Regions from separate parts of the Oryza sativa genome. Here region 2 is linked to region 1. A link is a contact called in public HiCAR-type data. All regions are on one chromosome and are shown on one strand. Each heading gives the region's core, a stretch centred on a gene start, on an enhancer-like site or on the middle of the called end of the contact. The rest is flanking DNA. Distances are from core to core; before and after follow the strand shown.

Region 1 (6,914 bases), core at 2,308-4,807:
AACTGGACGCTTTGATCTATCTGGTAGTATGGTATCGTACTTTACCTTCACTGTTTTACATGTTGATGTTACAGTGCACTACTTTGCTCAATAATTCCTTTGATGCTAGTTAGAATCACTAATATCTGAGCAAGTTCATGTTTTGTTTGGAATCTTATACATGTCTTTTGGATGTTAAACGAAGTGTTTTGTTCTGTCTGGTACCACAGTTTAGTACTTCCAATTTCATAGAGTTAATTATTAGCTTTGTAAAGTCAATTATCATCAGATTATGTATAATCATTTGGATTCTTCTACTTTGAGGTTCATCTCTAGTGGTTATGCCTTATGATGATACCATCAACTGGATTGCGATTTACGAGGCATCTTTCACCAAATGTTGCTTAATTTAAGACTTAAACCCCATTTTTTTTTGTTCTGTTGTTAACCAGGGTTGGAAATTTCGGACCGAAATTTTGGTTATTTCGGTCCCCTCCGATACGATATTACTTCGGCCGAAATTTTTCAAATTTTTCATGAATTTTGGTAACATTTGTTCAAATTCAACTAAATTTTGTTCAAAATTTCGGACCGAAATTTCTGAAATTTCGAGATTCGGTGACCTCCGATCAAATGGGCTAAATCGATAAAGTGAAGCCTGCTGTTAACTCATCTTCCATAGATTGCCGGTGGAGAATTATCTATCTTGTCCATCTGGTAATTCTATTGCACTTGAGGAGAAGATTTTAACCTTACCCTGTCTTTTGTCTCTTTCTGCTGCAATATTGTTCCTCTTGTTCCTTTCAAAAGAGAAAAGAGAGTTACAAATATTCAAGTTGCATGCTCAGCTGATGCTGACATGCTGTGAGGTACGAAGTACCTGTTGTTTATGACATAATTTAACACTGTCAGTAATTTGGGCAGGCCAGATTATTTAGAATAGCTGGTGTGTTTTTGAGTGATTTGCTTGAAAGGTGGATTGAAATTATGTGTACAGAAATTTGTGGTGCATTGGGAAATCGTGTGTGCAAAATGCTGGGTGGCTGCCGCATTTCACCCGGTTTGAGGATGGAGAGTCGCACTCTTCTTATGAAGAGTATTGATCACAAAAACAAAATGTAGATGGAGTGCATGCAGCGATGGAGTTTTGAAAATCATGGAAATCAAAGCCTTGTCTTGATTTCTTGATAGATAACCTGAGCTGCTGTTGCTGCTGGATAGATGCATGGCCTTGTATGGAAGACAACGAGGACGGACAGTGAATTGGTTGAGATGGAGATATGTGTGTCGTTGCAGTAGAGCCCTGCCGGTGCTGAGCTGAAGAAGAAGCAGGAGCCAGTTGCTGGTGGATTTCGCATTGCTAGGGCGCAGCCGTGCATGAGGATTTCGGGTTGCTGGACTTCGTGTTGGCATGCGATGGTGGATTTCATGCTGTCGTCACTACTAATATATTTTTTTTTTCATGTGACCAAAACCTCAGCCTGCACCTAAGGCCTATGAAAATCAACGATTTTTGCTTGTGGGCCTCTTGTCTGCCTACAAAAAATCATTTTCGCAGGCGGCTGTTTTAAGCCGTCCGCCAGTGAAAATGTGATATTTGCAGGTGAGTAGATAAAACTAACCGCCTATGTTAATAATTTTCGGCAAAAAAAAGTAAAAGTACATTTGAAAATATCCCCATTCAGCTGCCATTTGCACAGATCAAGCACAATACAAATCAAATCAAATGTCACCACACAAATAAGATGAACAAAATTCACATATTTCATATAAAATGTCACAACTCAGATGAGAAGAACAAGATTCCCATATTCCAGATAAACAGAGAAAAAAAGAGAGAATTTTTTTTAGACTAGAGGTCAAATACCCGGCTTTTAGTAGAAAGCCACAAAGGAAAAAAAGAGAATTTTTAGATCTGGATTTAGAGGAACAAGAACAACGAAGGAGCTCTAGAGATAGCCGTTGGTCGATACGGTTAGCTCGGTGCGGAAGTAGGTCGCCGTCACCCTTGTGCAGAGCCACTGCCACTGGCGGGAGTGGAGGAGTCAATCTGCTGCCAGCCCTCCTTCTCCTTGCCAAGCCGCCACCATCGTGGGCGTTCTTCCTCATCGCCGCTCCTCGTCAAGCGGCGGCTGCCGCCTGCCATCCTTTTTGTCGCCGCCTTCGGCCCTCCTCCTTGCCGAACTATCGCTGCTCTTTGTAGCTGGGCTTGCACGCGGTAAGGAGAGGGAGAGGGAGAGGATGGTAAGGAGAGGGAGAGGGAGAGGATAAGGATAGACAGGGAGTGGTTGTGGTAAACTTAGATTTTTGGAGACTTGGGGATAAGGACATACGTGAGGATTTGTTTTTTTAGTGGGTTGTCCGGCAATCGGTTTTTGCAGGCGGGGGTTTTAGTGGTTCACCTGTGAAAATTAAGAATATTATTGCAGGCGATCCCTTTAAACCATCCGTCTGTGAGTGGGGGAAAATCGGATCCCTCTCTACGTAACTGCGCAGGTGGATAATCGCAGCTAAAATATGGTCCACCTATAAATTTTATAGGCCTCGTTGTAAAAAATTATTTTTCTAGTAGTCCGTTCAGCCACATGTGGGAGGTGACCTAGATGGATATCAATGCAACCAGTATGCTGGTTTGTTCCGTCTAACAAAAGCTAAACGGACTTTAATTTCAAACAAATCCTTACTGATAGTCTGAAACTAATTCTGATATAAATGTTTCCCTTTTTTTTCTTATATATTTCGTCAAGTTAAATTTGAGTGAGAACAAAATCCAAAGTAACGCCTAAATATCTGGAAAATGGGAACATAGAAACGTGGAGTTACTGATTCATGGGCCCAGGTGCAACTCATTACCGACATTTGGCCCAACCAGGACACGATATACCTGGCCAAATGGGCCGTGCCAAGCCGGGCCGGCCCGAGCACGACAGTACTGTAGCCAGCCCAGGCCCGGCACGGCACGTCAGCCTGTGGGCCGTGCCGGCACGGCCCGTTATCCCGTGCCGTGTTTGGGCCGATGCCTCAGCCCGTGGGCTGGCACGGCACGGCACGTTTACTGTAGCGTGCCGGCACGGCACGGCCCAGGCATGGCACGGCCCACCGGCCCATTTATTTTTTCTACGATTTTCTAATTTTTCCCATATATTTCTCATATTTTTTATTTTTTTCCACATTTTATCCTATTTGTACCATATATTTTATGATATATTTCCTAAATTTTCCTCACATTTATCCTATATTTATCATTTTTTCCTTTATATTATGTTTTTTCTGCCTTTTTTCTTTTTTTCCCCTCAAATTTCAATTTTTATGGGCCACATGTACTAGTGGGCCGGCTACCAGCCCACGTGCCACTACAGTAGCCGTGCCGGCCCGGCACGGCCCAGCACCTTCTTGGGCCGTGCTTGGGCCGTGGCCTTGGCACGTGGGCCGGCACGGCACGGCCCGCTACAGGAGCCGTGCCTAACGGGCCGTGCCCTAGTGGGCCGTGCCGTCGGCGTGCCGTGTCGTGCTGGGCCGGGCCGCCCGTTTGGCCTGCTATAGGACACGAAACCCACGGACCCGAAACCACCACTCACACGACGACACGTCCCCTCCAAACTCGGGACACTCGCTCCCTCACACAACAGTGACTCGTCGCCGCCGTCCAGAACCCCAAACCAAACCCTAGCCGGCGGCGTCGTCGGAATCCATGGCGGAAGGTGCGCCGATCATCTACCTTGACCCCGCCACGGTGGCGGAAGCGCGCCGCCGCGGCGACGACCCGCGCAAGCTGGAGGAGTGCACCAAGTACTTGATGACGCACATCTACGGGTTGCTCCCTGGCCCACCCGTACCCATCGCCGCCGCCCGCACCCACGCCGCCTGCGCCGCCGCAGCCTCCGACGGCGTCGACCGCATCAGCGCCCTCCCCGACGCGATCCTCCGCAACATCGTCTCCCGCCTCCCCGTCAAGGACGCCGCGCGCACCGCCGCGCTCTCCCGCCGCTGGCGCCCGCTCTGGCGCTCCACGCCGCTCGTCCTCGTGGACGCCCACCTCTTCCCGCGAGGTCGAAGCTTCGGTGTCTCCGCCTCTGCCCCGACGCGCGCCGACACGCCGGGCATCGTCGCCGCCGTGTCCCGCATCCTCGCCGCGCACCCGGGGCCATTCCGCTGCGTCCACCTCCTCTGCGGCTTCATGGGATCGTACCAGGCCCAGCTCGAGCACTGGCTCCGGTTCCTCGCCGCCAAGGGCGTCGACGACCTCATCCTCGTCAACCGCCCATGGCCGTTCGAGGCGGCTCTCCCTGCCGCCATCCTCCGCATCTCCACCCTCACCCGCCTCTACATCGGCATGTGGAAGTTCCCCGACATTGCCGGCCTCCCCACCAACACCGCCTTCCCCAACCTTCGCGAGCTCGGCATCTACGCCGTCGCCATGGAGAAGGAGGGCCGCGAGGTCGAGTTCATCGTGGCGAGATCCCCCGTGCTGGAGACCCTCAACATCCAAGGAGGCAACACGCAGGTGTTGCGCCTCCGCCTGGAGCACCGGAGCCTTCGTTGCGTGCAGATCTGCTCGTGTTGCGTGGAGAATCTCGCCGTGGTGGACGCGCCATGCCTCGAGCGGCTCGTGCTCTATGATTCTTTGAGCAAGGATGACTCCTGCGTCAGGGTCAAGATCGTCCATGCCCCCAGGCTGCGCTTGTTGGGAAACTTGGAGACAGGATTCCACATGCTGGAGATCCATGACACCTTTGTCAGTGTGCGTATGCCATTGCCATCATCTCTAACCTCTTACTGTTCAGTTTGTTTGTTCACTCTGATTCTGAATTGCTGATGTCCCAAATTCTGATATTTGAATATCTGAACAATCCATTTCCATCTTAATGGATTTCAGGCTGGGATCAGGTCGAGCCCAAGCGCATTGTTCACGAGCGTCAAGATCCTGGGGTTGAATGTGAATTTTGGAGTCAGGCATGATGCCCAGATGCTGCCCAACTTCCTCAAATGCTTTCCCAATGCTGAGTCCCTGCATGTTGTGGTATGAATTGAACCTGCCTCATTGCCTTCTTGTGCTACTGCATGATCAATTAGTTGCTAGCTGAACTCTGAAACATTTACTGATTTAACCATTTCTGCAGTGTGCAAAATGTTCTGAAGCCACCAGCTTGGTAAGCCCCAATTTCTGGGATGATGCTGGCCCAATCGAAAGCATCGTGTCCCATGTCAATGTGCTTACATTCCGTGAATTCAAAGGGGAGGCCAACGCGATATCCTTCCTGAAGTACTTCGTCCAGAATGCGCAGATGGTGAAGAATGTGGCTGTGGTGTTGGCCAATCCACAATTCACTTCATACTCCATTGATACGCTCTGGACAGCGAAGATCCTCAAATCTGTGAGATGGGCCAGTAAGATCTCTTCAATGCAGGTCTATAGGAGCGATGACTCAGAAGGTGGTCTGATTTGGAGCTTTCAGAGAGGATCAGATTATTCTATCCGTGACCCTTTTGTGTACTAGGAACCAGAGGTGCCTACATATGTGATCCATCCAAGCTCAGTTTCTCTGAAAGTTGTTAGTGTTATGTTTGCAGGATAGGTGTATCTACATCTCCACATGCAAGGCATTGTTTTTTGTTGTTGGCATGTGCTCAAGACTGGACAGGGTTTTTGGTCTCATTAGTAGTGTAGTACGATTAGCTTTAATTTAGTAGCAAGTTTATTCTAGCCAACAAGTGCCATTCCACAGAGGTAAATTTTGCTTGCTGCCTAACAACTAAAAAGTAAGAACTACTCTATCTGGAATTCTGGATTCATGCCTCTTCTTTGGTTAGCTAAGGCTTGATACTGATGTTACATAAGTACGTGGCTTAATGCTGATGTGAAGGTGTGATCTCATTTCTGAGAGTCAGAGATAACCTTCTCATATTCCATTTGTATCTACAAGTTATATTTTCAGGTTCTGCATCACTGTTTCTCTACTGATCATGCACAGAGATGCGTGTCAATTGTCAATAGACGTAATGTGATTTTTCCGATTTGTTCTTCTACGAAATGTGAATCCTGTCATTTGGTTAATTCAGCATGCCAGATTGATTTGGTCCTCTATCATGTGGTGATGCAGCTTGTACTGCATGAAGAGGCATCCTTGACCAGTTGTAACCACAAATCTGAACGAGCTTTGTTTATTTTGTTGTACAAGTTGTTATTGGCTTATTGCACTGCAATCTGAACAAGTATCAGAATGCAGAAATATTGCATCATGCCATCATCCATAAGGTTTTTTTTTTTCGGAAATGCTATATACCGGTATACCGTCGGGACAGGATACCCTTCGTCCATATTTCCCATCCAAATAGGAACGAGGCTGAGCTCCTAAGCCGTGAGATCCTACTCAAGTATCACTTGATACCTCGCAACTATCATCTTCTACGTGGTAAGAATTGTATGATACCCTACATGTATCACCTGATAACTAGCTGGTATCGGGTGATACCTACCAGGTATCATGTGATTCTACCACGTATCAGGTATCAGACGATTCCTATCACGTATCAGACGATACTTGTGAGGTATCATGTGATACCTATAAGGTATCGTGCGATTTCTACGACGTATCGGGGTGATACTTGTGAGGTATCGTATTCATATGATACCTACTAGATACCAGGAGCTAGGCATCGAGGTGTCGAGGCATCGTCACCGGCGGCCGCGTCCTCCCCCGTCCACGCTCCGTACTGAACCCGAACCTCATCGCCGGCAGCCGCATCCTCCCCCGTCCATGGTCCACATCGGAGCTCGCGCGCTGGCGACCGCGTCCTCTGTCGGGAGCTCGTCACCGGCAGCCGCGTCTGTTGTCCACGCCTCACCCGGTGGCCGCGTCCTCCACGCCGGAGCTCGTGACCGGCGCCGCCGCCATCACCACGCAGGATCCTCCGCCGTCCACGCCCCACGCCGG
Region 2 (6,914 bases), core at 2,142-4,641, 240 kb before region 1:
TACCCTCTATCCGATGCCCTCCTAGTACTTCGAGAAGCCACCGAGGCTAAATACGGAGGAGTACCCTCCCCAGGGAATTAACTTAGGATTATATACACGCGCGGAGGAATACCCGTACTGAGCTATCATCATCAGCGGCACACCTCTCATCCGCAGCATATAACCCCAAATAATGATATCCCGTAATCTAGACACCACGTCTAAACTACTAGATACTACTCTAATATCATCGTCATGACATAGAGTAATTGCATAAGCAAACATTATACCCGCACCAAAGCATCTCCCAGATAAGCTAGCAGCATATTCAGTATAACATGAACATAATGTAAAGTAGGCATTTATATACTCGGAAAGTATTTCAATACCATAAATGTATATAGAAGAGTATTCTAATAAAAGTACAAAGCTTTCAAAAGAGGAAAGGAAAGCTACTAGAGCCATACCCGAACTCTTCCAAAGACTTCCGGACTCTTGATTTCTAATCTATTCCTATTCCACTAGCTTGATACTACTAAACTAAACTTGAGAGAATATGAGAGAGCTTTGCTTGAAGTGTGTGAGTGAAGTGAGAAGGTGACAGGTTTATATAGCCTCCCAATGACGATTGTGATGGTTGGAATGGTCGGAAATACCCTCCAACCGTCATTGGGAGCTAATCCACACTGTCCAGCCGCAACCCTGCATCCAACGGCGCCAGGGGGTTCGGCCGAACCAGGGGCCTGCCCAACCTGGCCCAAATTCGGCAGGTGGCCTCCTCAGTTGTTCTTCTCTGCAGACTTGTGAATTTTGTCCCAGTTTGTCGTGTCAATTCTGAGTTATTGGCCCATTCATGCATAAGTTTGATTCTCGACATCGTCCGATTGATTTATTTTCTGTGTTGATGTCGATTTTCGTCCACTTTATGGTCATTCTCTGCCAAGGTTAGTAAACCTAATACTAGTGGAATATTATTATTCTAACATATATATGCATGGCAAGCATCACTAGTTCTCCTCTATTTTGGTAATATTGACGGTCGAAACTGATCGATAACGACCGTCAACACCCAACATCGGTGGAGGCAGCCGCGGCAGATTCACCCGGGAGGGGAGGCGTCGGACCGGCGCGAGGTGCCGCGGTGGAGGTGGTGGCGCCCTCTTTTGTTTTGGTTATTTTGCTATATGACTTTGTTTTAATAATTTGAATTTGAATTTCAAATTATGACAACTTCAAACAATATTTTCAAATACTAAATGATTTAAAATGAAAAAGTCATTAACAACAAAGTTGTATAACTCAACAATATCTATAACTTTTATTTTGGTCATTTCTTTATCCGCCAAAGTAATAGTAATATTGTTGACAAAAGTTACATCTCTTATAAGAGAGAGATTTAAATTTTATGAACAATGTTTCTATCATTTTGTCGGATGAAGAAATGACGAAAATAAAAGTTATAGATATTGGCGAGTTATACAACTTTGTTGTTGATGACATTTTCAGTTTAAATCATTTAGTATTTGAAAATTTTGTTTGAAGTTGTCATAATTTGAAATTCAAATTCAAATTATTGAAACAAAGTCATATAGCAAAAATGACCAAAACAAAAGTTGTAGATCTTGATGAGTTATACAACTTTGTTGTTGACAATTTTTTCATTTGAAATCATTTACTACCCGAAAAATTATTTGAATTGAGAGGAGGGAGGCAAAATGTACTTCTCGGCGAGGGAGGAGTAAAAGGGCTGGGCAGACGACCCGAAGAGGGAGGAGGGGAAGGGGAAGCCGGCCCGAGGAGAGAGAGAAAGAGGCTGTGGGCTGAGGGAGGGAGAGAGTAACACTTGGGCCGAAAAATGCCCAAGCACAAAGAGAGGGATTTTAATTTGTTTTCTATTTATTTCAATAGGTTAAATGAACTTTGTGGTATTAAAACTAGTTATTGAGCTCTGAAAATTCACGGAAAATTTTAGAGAATAATTTAGACCACATAGAATATTACAAAAATATTTCCGACCATGATTTTTAAAGGAAAATTTTAGTTTCCTCGTTAATTCACTTGAGTAAATTGCTTTAACTTTTAATATAGTTTTTCTAGAAATGTATTATATAAATATGTGACGTTTGATTTTTGCCCCTTATAACAAATTAATATTCGTCACAATGTTCCATTAAAATACTTTATGACAATTTCTAGTTGGTATTAACGACGAACACCTTTTTTTTCGTCACTAAGCCATCCTATCTCATACTAATCGTCATAAAATGGAATGTGCTAATGATGAATAGTTCCGATGTCACGAGGAATTCATCACAAAAGGTCATATTTCTTGTAGTGTTGGTCAGGTTGTTTCTCATGTGTTCTTGTTCTTGTTCATGCAAAAGAATTCTTGTTCATGTGAATCTTGAGATTGTTTGGGGGTGAAAGGGAGCTGCTCGGCTCGAATCAAGCTGATGCATCGAGCCAGCTTTTTTTATTCCAGCTTTTTTTATTCGTGAAACCTTAAAGGTGCCAGTTTTAAAATATAAAAAACCGACATCTTTATCCATATAGATGCTGGTTCGAAAGCTGGCACCGATGACCGAAGTCATCATGCTGCCTCCGTGGTACTGATTGGGAAAATCGACACCAAAGGGGTTCTCAACTAGCACCGATGGTGGAGAGTTAGATAGGACTTTTTCCCTACATAAAATGAGAATACATAGCCCACGTATGAAAATACTAACCCCCATCTTAGCTAGGACGTCCGAATCCTGATGCAAACCTACGGTGGACATAGCACACTTATAGATGGCCAAAAGGCCCGAGGCCCGACGGCCAGGCCCATGGCACGGCATTTTGGCCCGGCCCAAGCACGGCACGGCCTGACGGAGGTCGGGGTCGTGCCTGGGCCCCTCCACCAGCACGATGGGCCGGCCCGGCACGATGGGCCGGCAGCCAGGCCCGATACACAAGAAACTAGGGGAATAAAAATGACATATTATAGCAATGGATGAAAGAATAGGGATGCAAAATAGACTTTTTTTATCTATATATGTCAGCCCAAAGAGGAGGGACGAAAAATAGACTTATTTTAGCTATACATATGTCAGCCCAAAGAGGAGGGACGAAAAATAGACTTATTTTAGCTATACATATGTAATAGCCCTAAGAGGAGGGACGAAAGCTAGACTTATTGAAAAAAAGGCCCATGGGCCACCCATGCCTTCGGGCCGGCACGGCATGGCCCGACAGCTGGTGGGCCATGCTTGGGCGGGAGGTGCAGCCCATGGGCCGGCACGGCCCGGCATGAAGTGCCGATCCCAGCCGTGCCTGGGCCGGGCCGTGCCGGACGGGCCTTTTGGCCATCTATAAGCACACTGGTCACTCCATGCGTATCAATCCCCAACCCTAACTATTCACGAGAGAAGATAAAAAAAAAAAAACTATTCACGAGAGAGAGACAGAGAGATCGATCCTCAACCCCAACTTGCGAACCAGCGGCGGCGGGTGGAGATGCTCCGCCGGAGCAAGAAGCAGAAACTGGCCAAAGAAGATGAAGAAGATGCTCGTATCAGAGATACGGAGTCTCCGTCGTCGGTGTACCTGGTGGTCGGCCATGGAGTCACTCGCCCTTCCTACTCCTTGTTCAAGGTGAACCCACACCTTCCAGCTAACGCTGACGACGGCGGCGACACCCCGCTACCCCTCCTGCCCTACCTCGCTCACCTGACCGGCAAGCACTACATGTCTTTCGTTTCCGTGCGGTCGAGGAGGCACGCGCCGTGGATCGTTGGCGTCGGCGGCAGCTCAGCCCGGAATTACGGCCCTGATGAGACCATCGTCTTCGACACCGTGATGCGCAAGGAGATCTCGGGACCCAAGCTTTTGTCGACCAAGCTCTGCCCGATCTTGCTACCATTCGGCGACAAGATCTACGCCCTGGCGCGCAGGCCAGCCGTGACGGGGGACGTCAATTTCGTCCCCTGGTTCGAGGTGCTCGATCTCTCCGTGGCTCGGGTGGACGACGATGCCTCGGACCGTCTGGTGGGCTGCGAGTGGAGACCACTGCCTCGCCCGCCATTCTTCCCCTGGGACCTCACCCCAACTGACTACATCTTCCCGCCGGTGGTCACCGTCAAGTCCCATGTAGCAGTTGCCTCCTACATTCTGCTGTCCATAACCGGGCAGACGGGCACCCACATGTTCGACGTCGAGACGGAGGAATGGCGCAAACTCGACGACAATGACCTGCCGTTTCATGGACGTGCCGTCCCTCTTCAGGGAACAGGAACGCTCTATCTTGGCTTATCGAACACTACCAATGCAATCACTGCTTACAGGATCAAAGTCGTCTCTGCAGTCCAGCCTCCGCCGTTGCAAGCCCAAGCATCACACCTACAGGGTGCCTGTCCAGCCTCCGCCGTTGCAAGCCCAAGCATCACACCTACAGGGTGCCTGTCCTTGTCAATTGTTGAGATCCGAATGGTGACCAACTTTGAGGATGAGGAGGAGATTGTTAGCACTGGCAGATTTATTTTCCTCGATCACCTCCCTGACAGACCTGGCTTCTGTTCATTTACATGGTCCAACGATGACCCTCTCCAATTCTCATCTTTACCTGAGCACACCAAGGAGCTTCTCACCATTAGAGCATACACAACAGAGGGACCCCTGTCACAAGATTACCTCGAGTCTACTCGTACCCTTGTGATCTCCAACCAATGGAAACAGGTTTACAGCATATGCGATACTGTCCGGGGACTTTCTTTCCCATGCCTGGCAGGCGCAATATCCTTATGAGTAAGCCCCTCTTGACACAGTTTTTTTCTGGGACTTCACTACATTGCTTAAATTAATTCATATATCTAGCTAGTTCAATTAGATACTTTATTTGTTCGCTCAAACCAATCACAAACTGATAAGAACAAACTGGAGATTTTAGATTTCACTGGTGGAGAAATGATCTTTGCTGGGTCGACCCAAAACCACAATAATTCCGGTTCTAAAAAGAACCGGGACTAAAGATGATTTTTAGTCCCGGTTGAAAACCTCAGAGACATTCTATACCAACCAGGACTAAAAATCATCTTTAGTCCCGGTTCATCCTCTGTCAAATTGATGTTATGGGGGCCGAGGATCTTTAGTCCCGGTTGGTAACACCAACCAGGACTAAAGATCACCACTTTAGTTCCGGTTGGGAACACCAACCGGGACTAAAGATCAAACCGATCTTTAGTCCAGGTTGGGAACACCAACCGGAATTAAAATTCGAAGCGTAGTATATAATCCCTATCCCTTATCCTCTCCTCCATAGATCGAATCTCTCCCTTCCTCCTCCCTTCCTCCATCGGTCCATCCTCATCCCGATCCATCCCCTCCACCGCCTCCCCTTCCTCATCTGATCCCCTCCCCTCTCCTCCACCTCCTCCTCTCCCCTTCCTACCCATCCTCCCCTTCCCCTCCACCTCCTCCCCTTCCTCATCCCCTCCCCTCTCCTCTACCTCCTCCTCTCCCATTTCCTGCCCATCCACCTCCCCTTCCCATCTGGCAGCCGGCGGCCAGCGGGGCCGTGGCCGGCGGCAGGCCGGGGCAGCGGGGCCGCGCCGGCCGGCGGCGGGCCGGCGGCAGCAACAGCGTTATTTTCTCTTTTTTTTTTAATTTGTGATTCACATGTATAATTTTGTGATTTATTGGATGGATCTGAGATGACCTGTGATGTATTTGATTTGTGTGTAATTTTTTAGGATTTGTGATGTATTTGACCTGTGATGTATTTGATTTGTGTGTAATTTTTTAGGATTTGTGATGTATTTGATTTGTGTGTATATGTAACTTTAAGATTTGTGATGTTACTTTATTTGTGATGTGGATTTGGGATGTTACTTTGATTTGAGGATATGCTTCCCACTTGATTTGGAAGAAAATTAAAAAAAAAAGAAAAATGGACCGTCTGGAACTGCCGCTATTCTCTCTTTACTCCCGGTTCCCGGTTGGTAACACCAACCGGGACTAAAGATCCATCTTTAATCCCGGTTATTTGAACCGGGACTAAAGATAGCGATCTTTAGTCCCGGATTCGTAGTCCCGGTTGAAAAACCGGGACTACAGGGGGGTCATGAACCGAGAGTAAAAAGCACTTCTCCACCCGTGTTTCATGGTAATTTGTCGTACTGCTGGTTTAACATGTACTGATGTCTTGCTGCAATACATGTATCTATGTTAAGATTCTTGGTTGGGGTAGATAGGTTGTCAAAATCTGTGGGTTCTTACCACCTTGGTCGGGGTACATTGGTGGTCAAAGTTCGTGGGACTCGCCTTCTGTGACATGCGCAGTCATCACTAGATAGAACCTTAATAGTATACAAGTATTTCTACTTTGTAAGGTAATTAAAATTTCTTATAACTATTTTTCTTTATAATTGCTTGCCCAATGACGGGTTCTAAAGCTGGATTTGTTTGTCTATCTCAGAGCTAAAACAATAAAAATGCTAAATGGGGGACAAAAGCTAGATAAAGTGACACCATGAAGCATCAAGCAACTCACCTTATATTTGGTCCATCACTTTCAGCAATGAATTTATTTTTTCATCAATCCCTGTATTTTGCCTTATGCGCCGGATCGAAAGAGTAAATACCAACGCTTTTTTTCCATAACCTTGGATATACTATTGCTAAAATTGCTTGTTTTTTTGATGATCAACACTGGGAATGGGGAACATCCCTGCCTGGATTTTTCATTAATGAAAGCTAGTTTGTTTTTTTCCTGCTTGTTTTTCCATGTTCACCCCTTAGATGAACAAGTAGAAGTTAGTACACGTTTTAGCTTTGAAATGATATTTGTGTTGTGGTTTCAATTCCACCGTTCTGCATTTCTGGTCTTGTACATCGATATCTTCTTATTTTCTTTCCTCTTTTTGCTGTTTTACAGGGGAGCTGGGTTGGCTACCAAACAT

Evidence for each region. HiCAR-type assays count read pairs that join an accessible place to other places.
Region 2: a HiCAR-type map of leaf shows a contact between it and region 1, with 2.7 times the contacts expected there. The contact joins the promoter of LOC4335182 here to the promoter of LOC4335171 in region 1. A contact is called at or near these places in 1 of 15 Hi-C or Micro-C datasets (leaf) and 1 of 4 datasets of contacts at active chromatin or transcription factors (leaf).

The regions. Positions count from the first base shown.
Region 1 is chr4:7,357,196-7,364,109 of ASM3414082v1, reverse strand. LOC4335171 (putative FBD-associated F-box protein At5g53635) reads left to right here and starts at 3,557. Exons shown (of 3, transcript XM_015779617.3): 1 at 3,557-4,720; 2 at 4,856-4,999; 3 at 5,100-5,919. The coding sequence starts at 3,671. The coding sequence ends at 5,477.
Region 2 is chr4:7,594,608-7,601,521 of ASM3414082v1, reverse strand. It overlaps LOC4335182, which reads left to right and starts at 3,391. Exons shown (of 2, transcript XM_015779829.3): 1 at 3,391-4,761; 2 at 6,890-6,914. The coding sequence starts at 3,475. The coding sequence ends at 4,761.